Linked DNA regions of Pan troglodytes: region 1 is linked to region 2. Evidence: chromatin contacts called from public HiChIP or PLAC-seq data. All regions are on one chromosome and are shown on one strand. The core of a region is the stretch at or near the end of the contact, and the rest is flanking DNA. Distances in the headings are between cores, read along the strand shown. Region 1 holds the start of POLN (DNA polymerase nu). Region 2 holds the start of NAT8L (N-acetyltransferase 8 like).

Region 1 (5,421 bases), core at 2,068-4,567, 180 kb after region 2:
CCTTTTGTTTTATTAATTGATTTAAAACTAACTCTTGTCTTGCTGTATAATAATCTTGTTTAGCAATCTGCAGATCAAAATCTCCCTTTACCACTGGCATATTCAATAACTGGGCATTCTCTCTTACCACAGCAGGTAAACTTCTGTCTTTTATTTGAGTGACCTCTTTTTCAAGTTTCATAATCTCACTGGTCAAGCTAGAAATTTTAGCATCCAAATTTTCTTTGTCCACAGCCTATACAAAGAAAAGCAATTACATTTCAAACTGTATGCCTAAATTTGAAATCATCTTAAGATTATTTTCACTTTCCACTTTAGGTGACCAGATAATAAGCTCAATGAATGAAAACTAATTTAATATTCATATAAACAAAAATTACAGTTTAAAAGGGAAAAATGTGGACTAAGTCAAGGGTATGAACTACTAAATTTTACTGCAATTACTACCATATATATAGTAACGGCTACCAAAATAGAGATCTTATTATACTTCTTTTAATCAGAATCATTATTAATAGGACACTATTCACTGAATCCAAGTATATGTTACTAGTTTTTCTTAAGTTAAAATTACTTCAATAGGTCCTAATTGGCCAGTTGATTTTAGCACTTCTACGTAATTATTGGATTTCCTATATCATTCAAATTTTTTGTCAGCTATAGAAACTAACTTGGTGCTGATATTCTGATTCAGAAAAGTTACATTTTTACTCAAGTATCTAGCAGTTATATTACCAAGAAAACAAGCTCTCCAAGAGTGCAGACAGACATCTGCAATACATCTATCCATATATTCTCAAAAAGAAATCAGTTTCAGTCTACTGAACCTGGACCTCTGACTTCATTAGCACTATGCTCTGGTTGGAGCAAACGAGGCAGAATACCCATAATAAAGCAATTAGTTTCTAGCCACATCTTAAAAAGAAAATCTCAGTCCAGTCTGTATCTGCATTACACAAATTTAAAATTCAGAATGCAAATTAAAGCACTTTTGTTTAAAATAAACTAGATAATGTGGTAGAGATTATAATTACTATTGCTGCCCTCCATTAACGTATGGATCTATTTGTATGAAACATTGACACAGATCACAAATAAGCACTGAACAAAGAAAATAAAATGTAATCTCTTCTTAGATGCACCATTCTAAAGTACTTTAACAGCAATATTATATTCTCTATTCCTAACAATAATTACAATGTGAATCCAATCTCATTTCTTATGCTTACCTTGCTGGTTAGGCTGTGAAGACTCTCCTCTGCCCATTTTATACTTGACTTCATGCTCGAATTACTTGCTTTTAAGTGAATTAACTGATGTTGAGCACAAATGTATGCGAGCTGCAGTCTAGCCATCTCTAGTCGTCTCTCTTCAAGGATTTCTTGATTATCACAAATAGATGGTGTCTGTATATCTAAAAGTTGAAAATTGTCTTCATTTGAACTTTCAACTACTTCATGTATACCCTGAAAGAACTGTTTTTTGGTATACAAAGTTAATGCTGCTGTGCTTTGCTCTTCCTGACTTAGGTATTTTTCCAAGGAAAATTGCGATAAAAATACCAGTGGATTTGTCCCTTGACCTAAATTAGAATGTCTGAAGAACATCATCAATTGTGTAACTTCATCAGTAAGAGCCTGAAGTTCATTACTGATCTTAGTGATCACTGCATTTAGAATTCCTTGACTCTGCTTCAGCTTTTTAGTGGCTTCTTCTTCTTTAGCATTTAACCTCAGAGATTTGTGGCTAGTTACTGAAGCCATCAATTGACATTTATTACGTCGCTGAATTTTTAGGTTCTTTAATTTCAGTAGAGTTTGAACCTCATCCCCTAATTTCTCCAGCTCTTTATCATCCAGTCTAGGTGTCTTCAAATCAGAAGTTTTACACGTTTTAAGAGCTTCATCCAATGCCGCCCCTTCTAGAATAGGCTTGCCTGATTTCTGAAGAATGCTAAAAGCTTCCAATTCTCTTTCAGACAACACGTTCTGTTCATTCACATTCCCACAAAACCACTTCAGAAACGATTCATCTTCAACGCCCTCAAACAACCAGTCAAAGTCTTCTCCATTAAGATTATCAGCTTTGGGATAACCAATTTTTTTTAATGTTTCCACAAACTCATTTCCACAACTCATGGTTTAACTACCCCAATTTTGTTGTACGTGATATGGGTTTACGGTGTTGATTTTTAGAAAATAAATCCAAGCAGAAAAAAAGCTACGTTTTATACCAAGTCCACAGAGAAGGGAAAATATATTTTTAGAATATATAATGATTCCTCCTAGGGGGGAAGAAAACAAGTATTAGACCACAAATATGACGACAGTGTTTTTAAAAAGAAGACACAGACAAATATCACGTGATATCCGAGAGCGGGATGACTGACAGGCAGCCGTAGCTGCAATGTTTGATGATGATAAAGAGAAACAGAAACAATTAGGCTAGTTCTCAGAAAACCGCAACAGTAACGAAAATTAATTAACAAGAAAGTGGATCTATTTGGATCCATTTTATCTTTTTTTCCAAAGATAAAATGGTTTAAAATGCATTACACTTTATAGAGCAACATTTGTTTTTAATTCAAAATAAATGGATCCAAACAAACCCAAGCCACCAGGAGGCTAGGCAGCCTCTCTTCCCTGCCCTCCGTACGTAAGGAAACGCAAATAAGCATGGCACATCTTCTGAAGATCAACTAAATATTTACCTCAACGACTCGTCGGGCAAGGCTCCACCTCCAGAGTCCGCCACCGCGACGCGGAGAACAGCAGGAGCAGCAGGGAAGCGCGCGGCCACAATTAAGGGTGCTTCGGGCCGGCCTTCAGCCAGCGCTGAGGCAGCCCCGACGCCAGGGCCGCGCGAACCCCAGAGGCAGCGGCAGGCCCCAGGGATCCGCGGCCCCAAGGCCGCGATACACCTGACGCGCCAGCGGCAAAACCTTCCTTCGGTGGGTCACCCCGCTGTGACACCTAAGCACGCTGACAAAACAAACGCACAAGCCCACCGAATCGCCGTCGACACCGAGCTGCAGAAGACGGGGGTGACAGGCCCCGCACAGACCCCGCCCCAGCTCCTCGCCCAGCGGACCGGGCCGTGATCCCCGGGCAGCTGCTGGAGCACCTGGAAGGAGCCCCCAGGAGCGCAGGAAAAAAAAGAGGCACCTGGGTGCAGACGGGGATCGCGGCCACTCCTCCAGCCCCACACCCCTGCGCCCAGAACCGAGGCCCGCGTCAGTCACCTCAGGAAGCTCCGCTCGCTTCTCACAGGAGCCCGCCGCCACCGCCACCGCCCTCCGTGCCCCGCGCGCCTCGCACTGCCTCACGGGAGCGCCTGGACGCGCGCAAGCGCACAAGGCGACGGCGTGGTCGGGGGGGGGGGGGGAAATGACTGTTTGCGCAGGCGTAGTGTCAAAAGAGGCGGAGTCGGCGAGGCTGGACTATGGGGTGGAGCTGAGCAGGCGGCGCTCCGCCCCCGGCCGCTGCGGGCATCCTGCCTCCTGGGCGGGGCGCAGGGCAGAGAGAGGCGGGGTCTGGGCCGGGAAGGGCGGGGACAGGGCCTGGACAGGGGCGGGGCCTGGGCAGGGGGCGGAGCCTGGGCAAGGAATGGGGGGCAGAGGGGTGCAGAGGGGTGCGGTGGGGCGCCCTCTGGGGAGCTGAAGCTGCGGGCCTGCTCTCAACGGAGCCGTCAGTTGTGCTTCAGGCCTGCCCTGCCCCGTACTTCAATCTAGACCCTCTGAAGGCACTTTTGAAGGGTACAAAGAGCAGCGCAGGTTGGTGGTTGGGAGACAGGCTGGAGCCCGGCGGTGATAGCGCTCGCCCCCGAGAGAGACGAGTTCCCACATTCACAGCAGCCCGACCAATGCCTGGTACATTTTAAGGGTTAGGGATTGTTCGCTTAGAATCTTTTACAATGAACTTTATTTTGCAAAAACACTTAATTTCTAATCCCTCACCTGAACACTATGTAAAAGCTGACTTCCGGCCGGGCGCGGTGGCTCATGCCTGTAATCCCAGCACTTTGGGAGGCCGAGGGGGGTGGATCATGAGGTCAGGAGTTCGAGACCAGCCTGGCCAAGATGGTGAAACCCCATCTCTACTAAAAAATACAAAAATTAGCCGGGCGCGGTGGCGGGCGCCTGTAATCCCAGCGACTCGGGAGGCTGAGGCAGGAGAATCGTTTGAACCCAGGAGGTGGAGGTTGCAGTGAGCCGAGATCACGCCACTGCACTCTAGCCTGGGCGACAGAGCCAAGACTCCGTCTCAAAAAAAAAAAAAAAAAAAAAAAAAAAAAAAAGCTGACTTCCTCCACAATTCCCTTTTCAAAATGTTAGAAATAAACGGAGTGGCCTGAGTTAAATACATCGATATATTTAACTCAAGGAGGATGGTACACCATTTCCAAAGAGGATGGCAGTCAGTGAAAGATGACTGAAACGGGATTGCTAAATTTCATGTGAATCTGGCTGATGCCCTACAGCCCAGTGAAACCAGACCTCTCTATTGGACAGAATTCGTTTGCATCTCTACCAAACAAAAATCCTTTGCCACTCCTCAGTCTTCCACAGGTTAGCAGGGGCTTTGGTCATGGGTAAATATAATAGTACTCCCTCCCTTCAGCGTCAAATGACCCTAAAGGTGGCTTGTTAGACAATGTCCTAGTCCAGGGTGACTAGGTAGAAGTCGTTTGGATAGTTTTTCTTAATATTTTTAAGGAGAGAAATAAGAATGTTCTAAGGCAAATATTGTAATCTGATCGAGTCAAAGATATTTCCTATTCATTCTTCACTTGTTTCACGTTTTTTTCCTCCTCTTTTAAAAGTCAATAAGGCCTAAAATGATCTGAAAAACAAACATGATGGGAAAAAATTCAAAGAGTGGTGCCCAATCTGCAGGCAGGGAAACCAGGGATGCTGGAAGGGGGAGGCCTGGTGGGAGGACCCTTGCAGCCCAGGGTTGGAGGTCGGGGGTGTGCATCAGGGGACAGAGTTGAGCCAGTTTGGACAGGAGGAAGTGGGAGCTGTGCAGGCAATGCCTTCCAGAAATGTTGCTGATGAGGCAAAGACTGGGTGGGAGGAGTGTGACAGAGAGAGAGAGATACAGAGAGACAGAGACAGAGAGACAGAGACAGAGAGACACAGAGACAGAGAGACAGAGACAGAGACAGAGAGACAGAGACAGAGAGACAGAGACAGAGAGACACAGAGACAGAGACAGAGACACACAGAGACAGAGACAGAGACACAGAGAGATAGAGACAGAGACAGAGAGACACAGAGAGACAGAGACACAGAGAGAGAGACAGAGGAGAAAGACAGAGAGAGAGCATGCAAAACAACACAAGCTGAGGGGGTGGGAATGCAGGGCTGAGGGGAGGATTTTTAATTTTGTTTTGTTTGAAAATGAGAGGAACTCGGGGATA
Region 2 (5,490 bases), core at 2,001-4,500:
TCTCAAAAAAAAAAAAAAAAGGATTTATTGGCCAGGCATGGTGCCTCATGCCTGTAATCCCAGCACTTTTGGAGGCCGAGGTGGGAGGGTCGCTTGAGCCCAGGAGTTCCAGACCAGCCTGGACAACATGCAGAAACCTTGTCTCTCTCTGAAAAAAAAAAAAAAAAAAAAAAAAAAAAAAAAAAAAAAAAAAGAGAAAAGATTGATTGACATCTTACCTTGCACAGTGAAAGCTGGTTGGGATTGGAGGGATTGGCATTCCCGTTGTGCTCGCAGCCCTCCTCCATCTTCCAGACTGTGGAACGCACAGGTGGGATAATAGAAAACCCATCTGCAATGCTGAAACCAGCTTCTAACACTCCCTGGCCTAAGGTGTTTCCACTGTGGTGCTGAACTGGGGTTCTGCCCTGTTTGGAAAACATCAGCTTTCTCTCTTTGAAATAATACCAGGAAGGCCCTGTGCCTGGATGAAGGAGCCTCCAAACCAGCTCCCCTTAAAGGCGATATTCTTCATTATTGCCGAGACCCTATAGAGCTTCTCACTGCACATTCTAAATTAATTAAGGATTCTCTTAACGGCGAGTTCTCAGGAGATGAAGACATGAAAGTTCAAGGTCTCCAACCTGGAGATTTCATGAGAAAAGCATCCAATATAGGACTTCGTCCAACCACAATAGATGGGACCACACCAGGCAGCCTCGCCAGAGAGGTCGTTTTCATCACTGGAGAACTTCAACATCTTGTTCTTCAGGCCAGGACCAGAAGGAGACAAAATAGGTATCTGGTTACCTTCAAAAATAGAAGCACTCTTCAGTTCTAGATTTCAAATTGTTAATAGTTGCCCTTATTTGTGTCATTTTTTCTTTTTCTTTTCTTTTTTTTGAGGCAGAATCTCACTCTGTTGCCAGGCTGGAGTACAGTGGCACGATCTCAGCTCACTGCAACCTCCGCCTCCCGAGTTCAAGTGAGTCTCCTGCTTCAGCCTCCCAAGTAGCTGGGATTACAGGCGCCCACAACCACACCCGGCTCATTTTTGTATTTTTAGTAGAGGCGCAGTTTCACCATGTTGCCCAGGCTGGTCTCAAACTCCTGACCTCACGTGATCCACACGCCTCGGCCTCCCAAAGTGCTGGGATTACAGGCATGAGCCACCACGCCCGGCCCATATTTTTCATTCTTAAATTGATTAGGCTTTGTGTTTCTAGATGTCCAAAGTCAACCAAAAAACCCCGAGGATGCTAGCTAGATGCTCAGAAGCCATCCGGCATGCGTGGCTCCTTCATAGCAGACGGCCTGACGGACCCCGTGCCAATCAACCTTGGCCTTGAGGCCTCGCGAAGTTCTTAAGCGCCCACCGCACCTGTCCTCTTTCCCCCCATGCGGGGTGAGATGGCCCGGGAATGAGCCTTCCCAGCAGAAAAACTTACATCTAGAATGTCGATCATCACTGCTTTGAGAAGAGAAAAATTTTGATCAAACACGAGAAATGAGAAAAGAAAAATAGCTGGAGCTATGTGGGATTCTCAAAGATTATCTGGCCCAGAGACACCTGAGTACAGGGCCTCAGTCCCGCCTCCCCACCCACGCCCGGGGCAACTGCTGGAAGGCATTTTGTTCTTTCTTTTCTTTCCTATAGTGTCCGCCTGGCCGCCTCAGCGTCATCTTCATGTTCCTGGAATTTGTGACAAATAATGTACACCAATCAATAGCTTATGCCATTTTAATGCAAATTCTTGGTGAATTTAGGAGCTGCGTCTTCATTTTTCCTTTAAAAACGCACTTGCAACTGCTGCGAATGAGAGCGCGTGCATTCAGACCAACCTGAGTCTGTCCTTCCACGCTGCAGTCCTCAAACTTGTCCCCAACAAACTCTATTTCTATTCGTTTTGCCTGTTTTCTCCTTTAGATTGAAAAGCTGACAGCGGGCCCCAGACACTGAGGGGGCGCCTTCCCAGCTTGGCTTCCCCTCCCCCTCACGCCCCCACCCCGTCCCCTGCCCCTCTCCAGGGCCCGTTCTCTGGCGGACGGGGCTGTGGACCAGTTCAGCCGCCCCTCCCCACCCCACCAGGGCGCTGCGGCCTCACTCCCACGTCCACGGGCAGGCCCAGCCCCTCCTGGCCTTTAGGTGACCTCAGCTGCCCGGCTGGCCCCAACTCCACCGCACAACGCAGACTGCGGGTCCCCAGGCCTGGACCCCTGGCCCCGTCCCGCCCGCGTATGTCGGGGAAGCTCTGCTCCGGCAGCCCTCGGGGTGGTGCTGGGAGGTCGAGCAGAACTGAAGGGGGCTAGGTTCGAGAAGCGCCGAGGATGGGGTCTGCGACCGCCTCCCCGCACCTGAGCTTCTCCGCCCCAGCCTGCGGCGTCTGCAGGTCCTACACGGCGCGGAGCCCCCGCTGCACCTGCACCGAGGCCACGGGGCGCATGCGCGGCCGCGGGGGGGCGGGGGCGGGGGCCGGGCCGGGAGGGGTCCTGCGGGCCCCGCATCCCCGTGCCCACTGCGGGGCTCGGACAGGGGGGCGCCGCGCCAGGCCGCAGACCCCGCCCTTCCGCGTCCCCACTCCGGCTGCCCGTGCGGCTCCGGACGAGGCTTCCCGGGGGCTCCGGGCCGGGGCAGCCGCGGCGCCCCCTCCTCAGGTCCACCGCGGGCGCTGCTTTCAAACAAAGGCAGGAGACGGAGCGGGAGACGCTGCCGTGACTGCTCCGGGCGGCCGCGGAGGAGGAGGAGGAGGAGGACGCGGCGCCGCGATCGCCGGCGGCCGGGCCCGGGGTCGGGACGCTCCCAGGCGCGCGGCGTGGGAGCGGGGGGCGGGGCGGGCGGCGCCCATCACGCGCTCCGCGGCCGGGTCCCGAGCCCCGCCGGGCGCCCCCGGGGCCAGGAGCCCCCGCCCGCGCCGCCGCCCCCGCCCGTGCCGGGCCCCTCGCGCTGCCCGGCCGCCCCGTCGCGCCCAGCGAGCCACCCGGCGGGGCGGGGGCGGCGTCTCCCCCACCCCCGCGATCACATGGTGACCCCCGGCAGCCAATGCAGTGGACGCTAGGACCCTGCGGGCCGCGGGCGCCGCGACTGCACCGGCGCCGCCGCATTATAAATACTTCTCCAAAATGCGGCGCAGCTCCCTGCGCGCGCCCCGGCCGCCCGCCGCCTCCGCCCCGCGCCCCTGAGCTGCCGCCGCCGCCGCCGCCGCCGCTGCCGCCGCCGCCGCCGCCGCCGCTGCCGCCGCCGCCGCCGCCGCCGCCGCCGCCGCCGCCGCGGGTCCGAGGGCGCCGCGCCCTTGCCCTGGGCCCGGCCGTGCCCGCCGCCGCCCGGCCGCGTCCCCGCTGCCGTGCCGCCCGGCCGGGTGCATGCATTGTGGGCCTCCCGACATGGTCTGTGAGACGAAGATCGTGGCCGCCGAGGACCATGAGGCGCTGCCGGGGGCCAAGAAGGACGCGCTGCTCGCCGCCGCCGGCGCCATGTGGCCCCCGCTGCCCGCCGCGCCCGGGCCGGCCGCCGCGCCCCCCGCGCCCCCACCTGCCCCGGTGGCTCAGCCTCACGGCGGGGCGGGGGGCGCGGGGCCGCCGGGGGGGCGCGGCGTGTGCATCCGCGAGTTCCGTGCGGCCGAGCAGGAGGCGGCGCGCCGCATCTTCTACGACGGCATCATGGAGCGCATCCCTAACACGGCCTTCCGCGGCCTGCGGCAGCACCCGCGCGCGCAGCTGCTCTACGCCCTGCTGGCGGGTCAGTGCGCCGGGCCCCCGGCTGCCGCAGTCCCTCGGGCCGGCGCGGAGCTCCCCCGCCCCGGCGTCCACGCGGACCCCGCGCCCGGCTCCCGGGGACCAGCCTGGGAAGCCCCCCGCTTTCTGCCGCGCCGGGCCCCGCGCAGGGCTGGCCATGGGCGTGGGGATGGGCGCAGGGCCCCGAGCGGGTCGGAGCCGGGGAGGGTCCGGGGTCCGCACCTGCGTCCCCGCCGCGCAGCCCCCCACCCCCACCGCCTCCCCTGTCCCCTCCCGGGCATCCTGGGTGGGGGCGGGTGCCAGGGCAGGTAGCGCCCGCCGCGGCTGGGCCCCGGCGAGTGCCTAAATATAATCTGCGGGCGGGGGAGGCCGCCTCCCGCTCGGTGCTAATTTATGAGGGAAAGACAGCCGGCGCCGCGGGGGGTGCGCGCGCCTGGCACAGCCGGGGCGGTCGCAGAGGGCGGCCCCTGCAGGGTCTTTGGGTGCCCTTCCCCTCGGAGCTTCCTGCCGGGGTGAGGGGGTTCGCTCCCATTTTACAGATGAGGCGCTTGAGGCCGCGTAGGGAGGACGCGACTCCCCCAAGGTCACGGCAGCCGAAATGCGGCTGGAAGCAGTGTGGGGCCTCCCTGCCCTGTCCCTGCCCTCAGAGCTCCCGGACGCTGGCCAGGAAGGGCTCTTGCTGGGGCCCTGGGAAGAGGGGGTCCTGGGGCCCGGTGCTGGAACGTGGGACACCCCCCTTCCCCCTCCCCCCTTCCCCCTCCCCCGCGCGGGGCCTGGTCTGCGGGGCAGCTCCCTGGCAGGATCTGCCCACCTTGGCTTCAGCAGGCCAGCGTGGGCAGAGCCCTTCCCGGCCCGGCCATCCCGAGGGTGTCCTGCCGTGTTTGGAAGCTCAGAGACCCGCCGAGGCTCATTCCAGGCGGTGCGGGTGGGTGGGGTGGCTGTCTTTACCGCAGGAAGCTTGGAAATAGGGAGAAGTAGAAAGCACCCGAGATGACCCCGGCTCCTCCACCAGGAGCGCGGCCGGGCGCGGCGTCCCTAGCGGGCTTCGCCGGGGTGGCGTCTCTGGGGCCTGGGGACCCCCGCCGCGCCGCTGACCCGCGCCCTCTGCCCTCAGCGCTGTGCTTCGCCGTGAGCCGCTCGCTGCTGCTGACGTGCCTGGTGCCGGCCGCGCTGCTGGGCCTGCGCTACTACTACAGCCGCAAGGTGATCCGCGCCTACCTGGAGTGCGCGCTGCACACGGACATGGCGGACATCGAGCAGTACTACATGAAGCCGCCCGGTGAGTCCCGCTCCTGCCGCTCCCCGACCTCCGCCCCAGACAGCCCTCGGGGGCACGCACTCCAGCAACCTCAGGGCAGGCCTGGGCGAGGGCCGGCGTGGGTGGGCCTGAGCCGGGGCCCCTGTGACCTGAGCCTTCTGGGTGACCGAGGCCTCCGGTGTCAGCGGGGCTGGGGGAGGCACAGCCGGCTCCTCCCGCTGAGTGACCTGAGCCGGCCCTGCGACGCAGTGGCTCCACCGTTTCCTGCTGTGGATGCGTCTCCCTGGCGCCTGCTGCGGTGGGGCAAGGGCCGCTGGGCTCTGTGGGTCCCATCTGGTGTGCCTTGCGGGGATGGGGTTGCCTGCAGTGCCAGGGTCCTGGGGGGAGAGGGCTTGTGCGGCAGGGGCCGGGGACCCTATTGGGGCACAGAGGATGGGGTGGGGGCAGGGGACCTGACCTTGAGCCTTGGCCTTCACTTCTGGCCTGATCGCTGGGCCGCTTAGCTGAAGGGTTTTGTCCCA

What was found. HiChIP or PLAC-seq counts read pairs in DNA pulled down with a chosen protein or histone mark.
Region 1: an H3K4me3 HiChIP or PLAC-seq map of stem cell-derived excitatory neurons shows a contact between it and region 2, with 2.8 times the contacts expected there. The contact joins the promoter of POLN here to the promoter of NAT8L in region 2. A contact is called at or near these places in 1 of 7 Hi-C or Micro-C datasets (stem cell-derived neural progenitor cells) and 1 of 1 datasets of contacts at active chromatin or transcription factors (stem cell-derived excitatory neurons).

The regions. Positions count from the first base shown.
Region 1 is chr3:2,625,293-2,630,713 of NHGRI_mPanTro3-v2.0_pri, forward strand. POLN (DNA polymerase nu) reads right to left here and starts at 3,318. Exons shown (of 26, transcript XM_063808588.1): 1 at 3,242-3,318; 2 at 2,711-2,981. It overlaps HAUS3 (HAUS augmin like complex subunit 3), which reads right to left and starts at 3,325. Exons shown (of 5, transcript XM_009447241.5): 1 at 3,242-3,325; 2 at 1,230-2,284; 3 at 1-235. The coding sequence starts at 2,138.
Region 2 is chr3:2,441,873-2,447,362 of NHGRI_mPanTro3-v2.0_pri, forward strand. NAT8L (N-acetyltransferase 8 like) reads left to right here and starts at 3,251. Exons shown (of 3, transcript XM_016951166.4): 1 at 3,251-3,715; 2 at 4,826-4,990. The coding sequence starts at 3,340.